2 separate regions of the Xenopus laevis genome follow, and region 1 is linked to region 2. The links are chromatin contacts, called in public Hi-C maps. All regions are on one chromosome and are shown on one strand. The core of a region is the stretch at or near the end of the contact, and the rest is flanking DNA. Distances in the headings are between cores, read along the strand shown.

Region 1 (5,778 bases), core at 114-2,613, 100 kb after region 2:
CACTTTATATCCTGTTTTCTGGCACAGAAACGTACTGTAATCTTATCTCCTTTTGAGAGTCTTATGAAAGGAGGTTGGCCACAAAAGGCTCTTCTATCAAATATTTACAAGATATTAAACTCCTTGCCAGCTAACACACCTCCAAATCATAAATATATGTCATATTGGGAACAAGAATTGGAAGGTCCCTTAGAACCGGAGGACTGGGAGGCCATATGGAGTAATGCTAAGACAGGAGTGACATGTGTGAAACAAAAAGAAAATGTATATAAAGTAATAATGCATTGGTATATGACTCCTAAAAAACTGAACAAAATCAACCCAAGTATCTCGAATCAGTGCTGGAGAGGTTGTGATGCAACGGGGACGTTAATGCACTTACTCTGGTCATGCCTAAAACTAGATAGATATTGGGATGAGGTACACCAACTAATAACTAAAGTCACATGTACTGAAATTGGGAAAGACCCGGTCACCCACCTGTTGGGAAGACCCATGCGAGAGATATCAAATACCTCACAAAAGCTGGTAAACCATATATTGACAGTGGCACGTATCATGATAGCAGCAAAATGGAAATCAGCGACAATCCCCACTATGTTAGAACTACATAGAAAACTTATTGTGAACATGAACTTTGAGAGTACCATAGCACACATTCGAAATAAAACGCCCAAATTTTTGGCCATCTGGGCCCCATATGAGCTTTTAGGGAAGCCAGTAGATATGTGAGAAGGGTTACGTGAACTGGATACATACTTTTGATATGTTCCACATAGGGACTGGGCCCTAAGTAGAAAACCTTAGATTCATCCTGGAGTTTCAAAAGGGAAGGGAACCATTGCCTGTTAGGATTTCCCGATCAGGCAAGGGTAATTCACTTAAAGAAAAGATAACAGCAGCAGGCAGACCAGTTGTTTTTTATGTTACATTCGTGTTTATTGAACACAAGCCACATACATTTGAAAATGGATAATACAATGTGATCTTTTTATACATGTCATTATTAAGAATTGTACAAGGGACACTGTGTGTACCCACAATGACTACTGACTTTTATATGCAAATAATGTGTATTTGACTTTATCCAATAAAAAATTCAAGTTACAAAAAAAAAAAAAAAACAATGAATAAAAACTACTCGTGAAATAACCTCACACACCAAACCCATATTAAATATGGCCTCACTGGCCTCTATCACATCCGCGTGGCCTGAAACCTATAAGACTTCCTCCTGGGCGTGCTCATTATTGGTTGCCCGTCTAATGCTCTATGACTGGTCCGTGAGCGCCTATAGACTTTGCTGTTTCCGGTTAAATAGTGCATTGCGATTGGATTGGAAGGTTCGGCCAGTTTTCGGTGACCCAATCAGCTTCACAAGGAATGTGCCGATCCACCCGATTGGTCCTCGGTGGCCTACTGCATCCAAAGCGGATTGGCTGGGTTGACAGTTCCGATGTGCGCTGAACTGTGTACTGGTTGAAGTAGAATGTGTGATGTTGGCAACTGGGGATCTGGGACCGTGTGTGAGAGGTGAGTGTCGCTGCGCTGTAACTCACAGCTGACTGAAATGATATGCAAAATAAGTTGGATTTCAAGAATCTGCGCTGCGCAAAGGCTGCCGGGGATGGTGAGAGAGTTGTACTTTATCCTCTCAGCCGCAGGGCCGCGGGTTACTTACCTCTGTGTAAACTGAACGGGGACACTTGCCTTGTTATTGATGATGATGAAGGGTTGCTGGTGTTGTTGGGCAGAGCTTGGCTGTTCCATTGCTGAGATCACTATGCCAGGGCTCATGTGCAGGCGGGTATCTTAGTCACTTGGCCACCTGGACTCCTCCTGGGCAACCTGATTCCACATGGAATAGTCTGTGAGACATACTCTGCCCTGGGACATTCATTCAGGGTCATGTACTATAGCAGTGGAAGCATTGTTATATACATGTTGTTGTACATTAGAGCTGTACTTTCATTGCGACTCCAGCTTCCCACTGACACATCAAGGCTGTCATATCCATATTGCCTGCTTGCCATGCCTTGTGCCCAGGTCCACAGCCCAGAGCAGTCCATAGTTGGGGGACAGGGGGCAGCCTGAAGGCCCTTTTAAGTGGGATTTGGGGACAATACCTTTTGGCCTTATAAGATTCCCCTGGAACCATCGACTGAGTATCATGTAAGTTGTTGGATAATATCAGAGAAATTCCTTGCCTTTACTCTTTATGTTGCTTAACTTTCATTCATAAATGCAACATCCCTCCCTCCTGTCCTGCACTTTAGCAGAGCTTTACAGGCATAGACATTAAGCAATACATTGGCAGCTGAAGTATCGACAGAGGAAACCCGACTGAAACTGGAAGTGACCCATTGAAGTAGAAGGAATCTGAACCATGGCCTCATTATGTTTGAGATGCTTGGTGACATTAGGCCTTGGGAAGGTGAGGTGTTGAACTAACAATTAGTAAATGAATGGGAACTATAAGGGCAGTGTGTAGTAGAGGTGGTGAAGTTTATTTGGCCCTCTCTTTTAGCTACAGTTGGTAAAGGGACCTTATACTTTTTTTTCAGTTGTACTCATTTTAATTCAGTTTTTCTGTAAATGCTTTCTAAAATATACTTGCCCTTGTTATTCTGTAGAGGGAGTCTTGTTTGCATTGATTTACAAAATTTGTAACATGTGAAATCATTTATTTTGGCAAAGAGATATTGATCCCACGTAATATGCCCATTTTTTTTAATAATTTCATTTTCAAATCTAAGATTTTCCAGATAACAGAGCATTCTGTATTGTACAGCCTTATGATCAACTAAAGAACCGTAATACATTCCAAAAAGACCAAATGGATTTGTTTTTGTCTTATTAAATTCGAGATTAAACAGGTTGTTCACCTTTAAAAGAACTATGAAGAATGATGTACAAAGTGACAATCTGAGACAAGTTGCAACAGGTTTTTTTTTTATTATTTGTGATTTTTGAGTTATTTCGCTTTTTATTCAGCAACTCTTCAGTTTGCAATTTCAGCAATATGGTTGCTAGCGTCTAAATTAACCTAGCAACCATGCACTGATTTGAATAGGAGAATGGAATATGACTGGGAGAGCGCTTTACTAGAAAGATGAATAATAAAAAGTAGCAATAACAATACATTTGTAGCTATACAGAGCTGTTGTATTGTAGATGGGGGTCAGTGACCCCCCCCCCAATTTGAAAGTTGTAAAGCGTTAGGAGAAGAAGAAGGCAAATAATAAAAAAAAAACCCCAATAAAAATAAATAAATAAATAAATAATGAAGACCAATTGAAAATTTTCTTAGAATTGGCCATTCTATAACATACTAAAAGTTAACATAAAGGTGAATCACCCCTTTAAGTAGAACTGTATGGGAAGGGGCACTGCCTATTTCAAGATCACAGGTTTCTGGAGATTCAGTGTCATAATTATATATCATTTTCAGAAATAATGATTTTCCCCAACATTGTTCTATGTTCCATACTATTACCATAAATGAGTATCACAGAAAGCTTTATGATTTTAAGGTCACTAGCATTATTATTAGGGGAGGAAGCAGATAGAAGCTGTGGGAGGGCCCTGCTCGCAAAAGCTTACATTCTAAGAGGTTGATCTAAGCCAAGTTTTGAAAAACTGGCCTTAGTAGAGATATGAGAAATATTTAGTTCTACTTTTTTTGTGTGTGTTAATTTCCCACTGCTGTTTCCACAGGTTCCTGCAGGGATCAGACAGAGAAATGCCCTGCACCTGGCACACATAGGACATCCCTCTTCTTTGCTAAGAGCTATTTATCTCGGGCATCATGAAGCTGAAGCAGCGGGTCGTTGTCTTGGCACTGCTGCTGGTGATTTTGGTTCTCACCAAGCTTCTTTTATTGGACCGACTGGAGACCTCTGCTGCTCAGAGACAGGACCAGCTGTCTTTTCAGCGCATGATGTCCAGCTTGCGGCTTACGTTGGACTCCCGTTTGGAGCATACCTTGCAGTCCCCCTGGGAAATTGCATCTCAGTGGGTTGTACCACGGGAAGTGTATCCTGAGGATAGCCCAGAAATGGGAGCAGTTTTACATTCTATGGCAATCAAGAAAATTGTGAGAGCTGACGTTGGCTACAAAGGCACACAGCTCAAAGCTTTGCTTGTCCTGGAAGGTGGACAGAAGGTGGTATTTAAGCCCAAAAGGTAAGAGTCTAAACCATTGCTCTTGCCCCTCACTGTGTGCAGTTGTGTACATGCTTCACTGCTCTCTTTCTTGTGGAAATGCACATTATGTCCCATTTGGTTATGGCAAAAGCAAAGGAGTTGCTAAACAGGCAGCACTGATGTGATAAGTACACAGGTGCTATTAGTTGTCGTGCCATGGCACACACTTTAACCCAAATATTGTCCCACCTTTTTCCATACTGGAAACATGTAATGTTCAGTACAAATATGCACAAATACTGTTGGCTGCTGATGTCCATAACCTCTAGAGCCGGGGTCCCCAACCGTTTCTTACCTGTGAGCCACATTCAAATTTAAGTTGGGCAGCAACACAAATATGAAAAAAGTTCCTGGGGTCCCAAATAAAGGATTTGATTGGCTGTTTAGTTGCCCTATGTGGATTGGCAGCCTAGATGAGACTCTATTTGGCCATAAATCTGTTTTTATGCAACCAAAACTTGCCTCCAAGGCAGGAATTGAAAAATAAGCTCCTGCTTTGAATCCACTGGGAGCAACATCCAAGGGGTTGGTGAACAACATGGTGCTCACAAGCCACAAATTTGGGATCACTGCACTAGAGTGACCCTTTCTGAGGTGAAATAATCTCTTACTATTAGCTTCCCTCTGGTGGCTCCAGCCCAGGGTACTAGTTTAGCCACAAATCCATCTTCCAGGTGTCCCCTGTTAGGCTTGTGCAAGCGCATGCTCAGTACAGAACTGTTTTTCAGATTTCTATACTGCACATGCACCATCATAGAACGGAGGCAGGGGATACATGGGAGAATGAATAAAGATTGTAGTGTGGCTGGAGCATTCTAGATCAGGGTAAGAGACTCTCCTAAGGACTCCCGCCATAGTGTTTTTTGTAAAATATTCCTACAAAATAGTTGCATATAGTTATATAATTGCTACAGGGCTAAACAGTGGGACATGCACGTGTTGGAACAGGAGCCGAATATGTATATCTGAATTCCATTAAACCATGACTTATATTTCTTTCTATCATTCCCTTCTGTAGTTTTTATGGTTGTTATCAAACAAAAATTCATGTAATTTATTTGCTTGAACATTTCAGGTACAGCCGGGATTATATTGTGGAAGGGGAACCATATGCTGGGTACGACAGGCATAATGCTGAAGTGGCAGCTTTTCATTTAGATAGGTGGGTATGCGCTGCAGTTCAGCCAGTGATCAGGCTCAGACAGGCCACATAGTTATTGATTTGCCAATCTAATTTCCAATGAAGCTGGAGACCTGCCATTAATATGGTGGCAAGTTAGAGCTGTAGCCCAGCTTTAAATTTTCCTGTACAGCACTTGGTATATGTCTATGGAAAATTTACTTTTCTAAAAGAAAATAGGGTCATGTTGTTGACTAGAAGGTCAGGCGCGAGAAAGTTGTCTTCGGCCAATCAGAAAACTCCAACAGCCACAATGTGTACAGACCCTTTCTCGAGTGACAGCTTTTGTCTATTAAAGATTGATAGTCAGCCTTGGTGTCCGTGTTTGAACGTAATGCAGCATTATGCAGTGCAGAGTATCTCTGTTTCTCTGTTTAAATGACATTTGCTGA
Region 2 (5,525 bases), core at 1,143-3,642:
GGGGAGATCAGCACGCACATATTTTAAAGTTCATTCAGAATTTGACCAGTTTGTACTGGTTTAAGGGAGGAGTGATAATTCTATAATTGGGAGCTTGGCCAGAACAAAAGGAATCATTCAGAGCACAGGCTACGAGGAATTTCCATAAGACAAAACATATTTATAAATGTTTGCATTTCGCTACCTCCAAAAAAGCATTACATTTTGTGTAAAATGAAATACTCTTTAAAATGCTGTGGCATTAGTCCCTAACACCTAGTTTTTCTTTTTGTGTAAATTCTAAATACATTGGGTTAGCTATTTCTAAAAATGCATGGCCTGCTCTAGAATTTACTCCAAAATCATTCATTTTATTGAACTTAGAAATATATGGGAGGAAATCATTGGAAGTCTAGTAAACTTGAGTAGCATAATAATAGCATAAGAACGCATGTACTCTGTTGTTCTTTTCATTAAGCATTATTGGGGTAATATAATAAAAGGCACTAAATTTGCCCATGAGCAGTAACCTATAGCAACCAATCAGCAGGTAGCATTTACCGGTCACCTGTTTAAAAGCAAACATCTTATTGGTTGCTATGGGTTACTGCTACTGGGCAAACTTAGTGCCTATTATTACATATGGGTGTTCATCTGTTTAAAAAAAAAAAAAAAAAGATAACAGACATTATCTTATTACTGTTCAAAAGACTTCTGTAGTTGAAGCACTAGTAACTCCTGAAACTATAAATACATATTTAGAAACAATATGTTTGGTTTTTGAGGTTTTACCAGTCCTGTTTCAGAAGAGTCTAAAGTATTTCTTTGCATAGTATATTTTTCTGTCTCTGGACGAAGCATTGCTGATTGAGGAGAACATCAAGGTCAACCTTTTTGAGCAGAAGTGATGGCGTCATTGCATCCTATGGTGAATTCATTCGCAAAGATAAATGTTGTTTATTTCTGGCTCCAGTGTTAACTGCAAGGATGCAGGGAATGAAGGTCCTTTGAACACAATTGGCTGTGCACCCTTACTTTTATACTTGTTCGAGTAAAGATGAATGGAACATGATTTCCCCTCCTTTCAGTTGTGATTATGTTTCTATATTGTAGGCCTAGCATCCAAAATGTTCATTTTTAAAGGTCACATTGTAAAAAGAGAGAGAGAGAGATGTATTGTTAATAGCCCTCACGTTTGGGAGAGAGGTGCTAACATCAGACAGATTGGTATTAAACTTCAGCACATAGGACTTAAAATAAATTTGTTTGTGTGCTCAGCAGCTGATGGGAGCTGTTTAACCTTTGATGTACCAGAAAAAAATCTAAAGCCGTCTGAATAGTGGAGCTCTATGTATAACAGTGTTTTAAATTGTTATATTCCCACAGAGCAGCAGAAGTTGGAAAGGGGAAATGGCAGCTCAGAACAGCACTAAAACAAAAAAGGAACTATGATTTTTCACAAAAAGTGCTTTTAATACAATAGCACATAATTTCACAAGAAACTTGTACATCCACTTCTCTAATAACTGGCCAAAAGAATTATTTCTCTTAGTAAATATTTATACTTTTATTAGAGTGCTTCTTTCTCAGCTATCATTGATATTCAGTGTTCCTAGTGATCTACAACAAATTATGCTGCAAGTTGAAGCAATGTGTAGCGAGTGTTGCCAAAAATGTGCCTGTTTAGAGACACCCACAACCAGTGTCGGACTGGGATGCCTGGGGCCCACCAGAAAACGTGCGGGCCCTCTCCAAATTGTTTTTCCTTTTTTTCTTCATTCACTTTTCTTCTTTCTTTATTATTTTAATCATTTCTCCGTACATATTATCATCCATGCTTCCCTCCATTTCCTCTCCTCTCTCTCTCTCTCTCTTAGAAATGGGGGAATGGCTCTGGTATAGACATACAAGGCAAATAATTGATTTAATTGCTCATTTTTAACTGGCTGGGAACATCACACTTGTTCATAAAATGGCATGGCTGAGTAAACCATTAATGTCTCAAATAATATCAAAAATACAGCATATTTTGAAAAAATAATACTAAAGTATTCTCTAAGATGTAGGGATCACAAAACCACATGCCACAGCTCCAAGAGGGGAATGTTGACATTTTGGGCAATTTCCCATAGAAAATTTGTCACACTTTATGGCCCATGTCAAATTTCAAAATTAAATGTAAAAAAATATGTTCTCTCTTGTGTCAAACCGATTTCAATGCAGAATTCTGCTGGAGTAACACTATTATATGATGCATTTTTGTGTAAAAAAAAAAAAAAAAAAAAGTTCTCGCCACTAATATAGGTGCAATACAATAGCGGGTATTGTAAAAGAGTGAGCAAGACTACTAGTGCCTTGCATCACACCCCTCCCTCTTTCCTATGCTCATATGGACATGCCAGACCTGTTATGCCCTGATAAGGCTCTGTATGTACTACATGCCTGTTAGGGTGGTGGGAAGCAAACTTTGTCAAGGACAGTAATATGGCCTCTGAGGCTTAACAAGCATGACTGTTTGGAGTTCACTTGGTAAATTACACAGATCAGTTCTGGTTGGTATTGCATCTGTCAACAATGAGTAACTTGTGATAACGGTTTTGTAGCTCCGTTTCAGTAATTACACAGTTTGATTCAAATGGTTCAGCTAGCCTTTCACAGGCCAATCTTGGCTGCTGACTCGGCCAGTCTTGACCTGCTAACTATTTGCTAGTGCAATGGTTCCAAATGAAGGCCTCCCTGATAGTTTTCCAATGATATCTCATTTAGATACTGACCAGGAAGTCTGGCAAATCTCATTAGTGAATATTGGTCGGCCAATAGATGCAGTTCTCATCTGACTACAACTCGGCTACACAGGCCTCATGTGATCACATTGTTGGAAAAGAAGCCAGGCATATTATCCCAATTTGTCCTCAGTACTTCCTTTGTATTATCAGGGGAGCCATGTACTTGCATTGTAAAATGTCACTAGTTTTCTTATTCAGTTTCAGGCAGAGCTTTTCTCTTTTCTACACTCATAGCTACTCTAAACTGGGGACACAAATTCCCATCAGTATTGCTACATTCGGTTGAATTTTATTGTACTAGGGCATCTGCATATAATATATATATATATATATATATATATATATATATATATATATATATATATATATATATATATATATATATATATATATATATATATATATATATATATATATATATATATATATATATATATATATATATATATATATATATATATGATTTTCAGATATGAGGTATTTCTGCTCTGTAAGTGCACGGCATATGGTTGTGTCTATGAATTGTGCTCTTTCTCCCCACTGGCTAACATATGTTTGACATTAAGGGATACACCATAAAATACTCTTCCTGCTGTTTAAAAACAAGGTCACCAGCATGTTTGAGAGATGTTTCTTTTTATAAGTTAATTGAAAACCCCTTGACATCAAGATTATAAAATAAGCTCATTTTGAATAACTATTTTGAAAAAAGTCTCCCTAGGCTATATAATATTTGTAAACCTAAACCCATTAGGACTTTTTTTAAAAAAAATGCGTTCTCTAGCAATAAAAATAGTGTATTCAATTAACATTTTAATGTATTAAAATGCAGATATTCTTGCCCATTTTAAGCAGTTATAATTTTAGTGATTTCCTATTTCTCTGTTTTAATGAAAGTTGTACTTGACTGTGAAGCTGAAGAAGCATTATGTTGACAGCAAAACAATCCTTTGAGATTTCTTCTAAATTCAATGGCTTGTAAGCATTCTAGATAATAAATATCTGTACCTCTACTTTAAAAAAAAAAAAAAGAAAAAAGTCCAGGACTTCTGCATGCTACCACCAGGTGGGGCTGTTGCCCTGCTTAAGGAGTTTATTGTGTACAGTTTTCACTGATTCATAGCTCATACACATTTCTTTGCTTAAATCGGTCTCATTCCTAAAAGTTAATTTTGAATGTAAATATTTTAGCAAGTACATGTGATCTGCCCTGTTTTGGTATAACTAAGAGGCATGCAGTGGATTTTTTCCGTTATCTTGTAAAGTCAATGATGCTGTAAAATTGCAAGTATAAACTATGTGATGCCATTGTGTCTGTTTGGTGTAGGATGAAGCTTTTGTTTCCGTGGAGATGAAATTATCAGCACCTTGCAACACACGCAGAGGAGGAGGAGAGCACTGATGGTGCAGAAGAATGGACCTCTTGAATGGCCAGTCCACCAATTCTTTACCGGCTACTGCTTCAGAGGTAAGGCCCCCCACATATAATTGTGATTTCATTCACAGTAGCAGCACTAGATACGTAATCCATTCAGGACAATGACACATGCTGCTATTTGACACTGTGAAAACTCTGAAATCACATAATCGCTCAAAAATGCAGAGCAATGTGTGTCATTGCCTTAAAGGGATACTGTCATGGGAAAAAAAATTTTTTCAAAATGAATCTGTTAATAGTGCTGCTCCAGCAGAATTCTGCACTGAAATCCATTTCTCAAAAGAGCAAACAGATTTTTTTATATTCAATTTTGAAATCTGACATGGGGCTAGACATATTGACAATTTCCCAGCTGCCCCAAGTCATGTGACTTGTGCTCTGATAAACTGCAATCACTCTTTACTGCTGTACTGCAAGTTGGAGTGATATCACCCCCCTCCCTTTTCCCCCCCAGCAGCCAAACAAAAGAACAATGGGAAGGTAACCAGATAGCAGCTCCCTAACACAAGATAACAGCTGCCTGGTAGATCTAAGAACAACACTCAATAGTAAAAACCCATGTCCCACTGAGACACATTCAGTTACATTGAGAAGGAAAAACAGCAGCCTGCCAGAAAGCATTTCTCTCCTAAAGTGCAGGCACAAGTCACATGACTTGGGGCAGCTGGGAAATTGACAAAATGTCTAGCCCCATATCAGATTTCAAAATGGAATATAAAAAAATCTGTTTGCTCTTTTGAGAAATGGATTTCAGAGCATAATTCTGCTGGAGCAGCACTATTAACTGATGCGTTTTGAAAAAAAACATGTTTTCCGATGACAGGATCCCTTTAAGGATATTCTTCCTTGTAATGTTGTGTTGAGATATCTTATTTTTCTTATCTGAGTGTGGCACTTATTTCATAACTTTTATGGGAAGCACGTGTCCCAAAATGCAGTCTTGCTTTTTAACTTTGGGGTAAGTGTTTAGATACTTGAACCCTGGGTATTAGACAGGCTATGAAGTAGACTGCTCAGTGATAGTCCAATTGGGCTCCTCCATTTCCATTAACCTGGCTCTCACTGATGGACATCACTGGCCTTAGTTCTAACATTTAAATATACCGTAGCTCCTTAACCAAGATGGCAGCCGGGTAGCTTTTCATATGGTACATAACTGGTGCTGACATTTTCATGCAGTTGCAGTATTGATCATGTTGCCATTTCAAGCCCAGTACTGTATGATCCACAGTCCAGCATTAGACTTAATCTAACTAAGATTCAGTGATGGGCTACACAGAAAGTGACCATATGTAACCGTTAGTAAACTTTGAAGCCAAGTC

What was found. Hi-C and Micro-C count contacts between places; a contact is called where the count stands out from the background.
Region 1: a contact with region 2 is called in a Hi-C map of the XL177 cell line, with 4 times the contacts expected there. The contact joins the promoter of fam20b.S here to the enhancer-like site in region 2. A contact is called at or near these places in 3 of 4 Hi-C or Micro-C datasets (the XL177 cell line, the XTC cell line and animal cap).

The regions. Positions count from the first base shown.
Region 1 is chr4S:79,441,672-79,447,449 of Xenopus_laevis_v10.1, forward strand. fam20b.S (glycosaminoglycan xylosylkinase) reads left to right here and starts at 1,364. Exons shown (of 8, transcript XM_018260961.2): 1 at 1,364-1,533; 2 at 3,718-4,185; 3 at 5,282-5,368. The coding sequence starts at 3,809.
Region 2 is chr4S:79,339,154-79,344,678 of Xenopus_laevis_v10.1, forward strand. LOC108715629 (ras-specific guanine nucleotide-releasing factor RalGPS1) reads left to right here. Exons shown (of 21, transcript XM_041561506.1): 2 at 4,093-4,233. The coding sequence starts at 4,180. Among protein-coding and RNA genes, the nearest start is that of LOC108715629, 33 kb to the left of the region's middle. Within about 2 kb of position 2,393, at least 1 of the 7 cell types and tissues checked has an H3K27ac peak or open chromatin away from gene starts, as enhancers often do.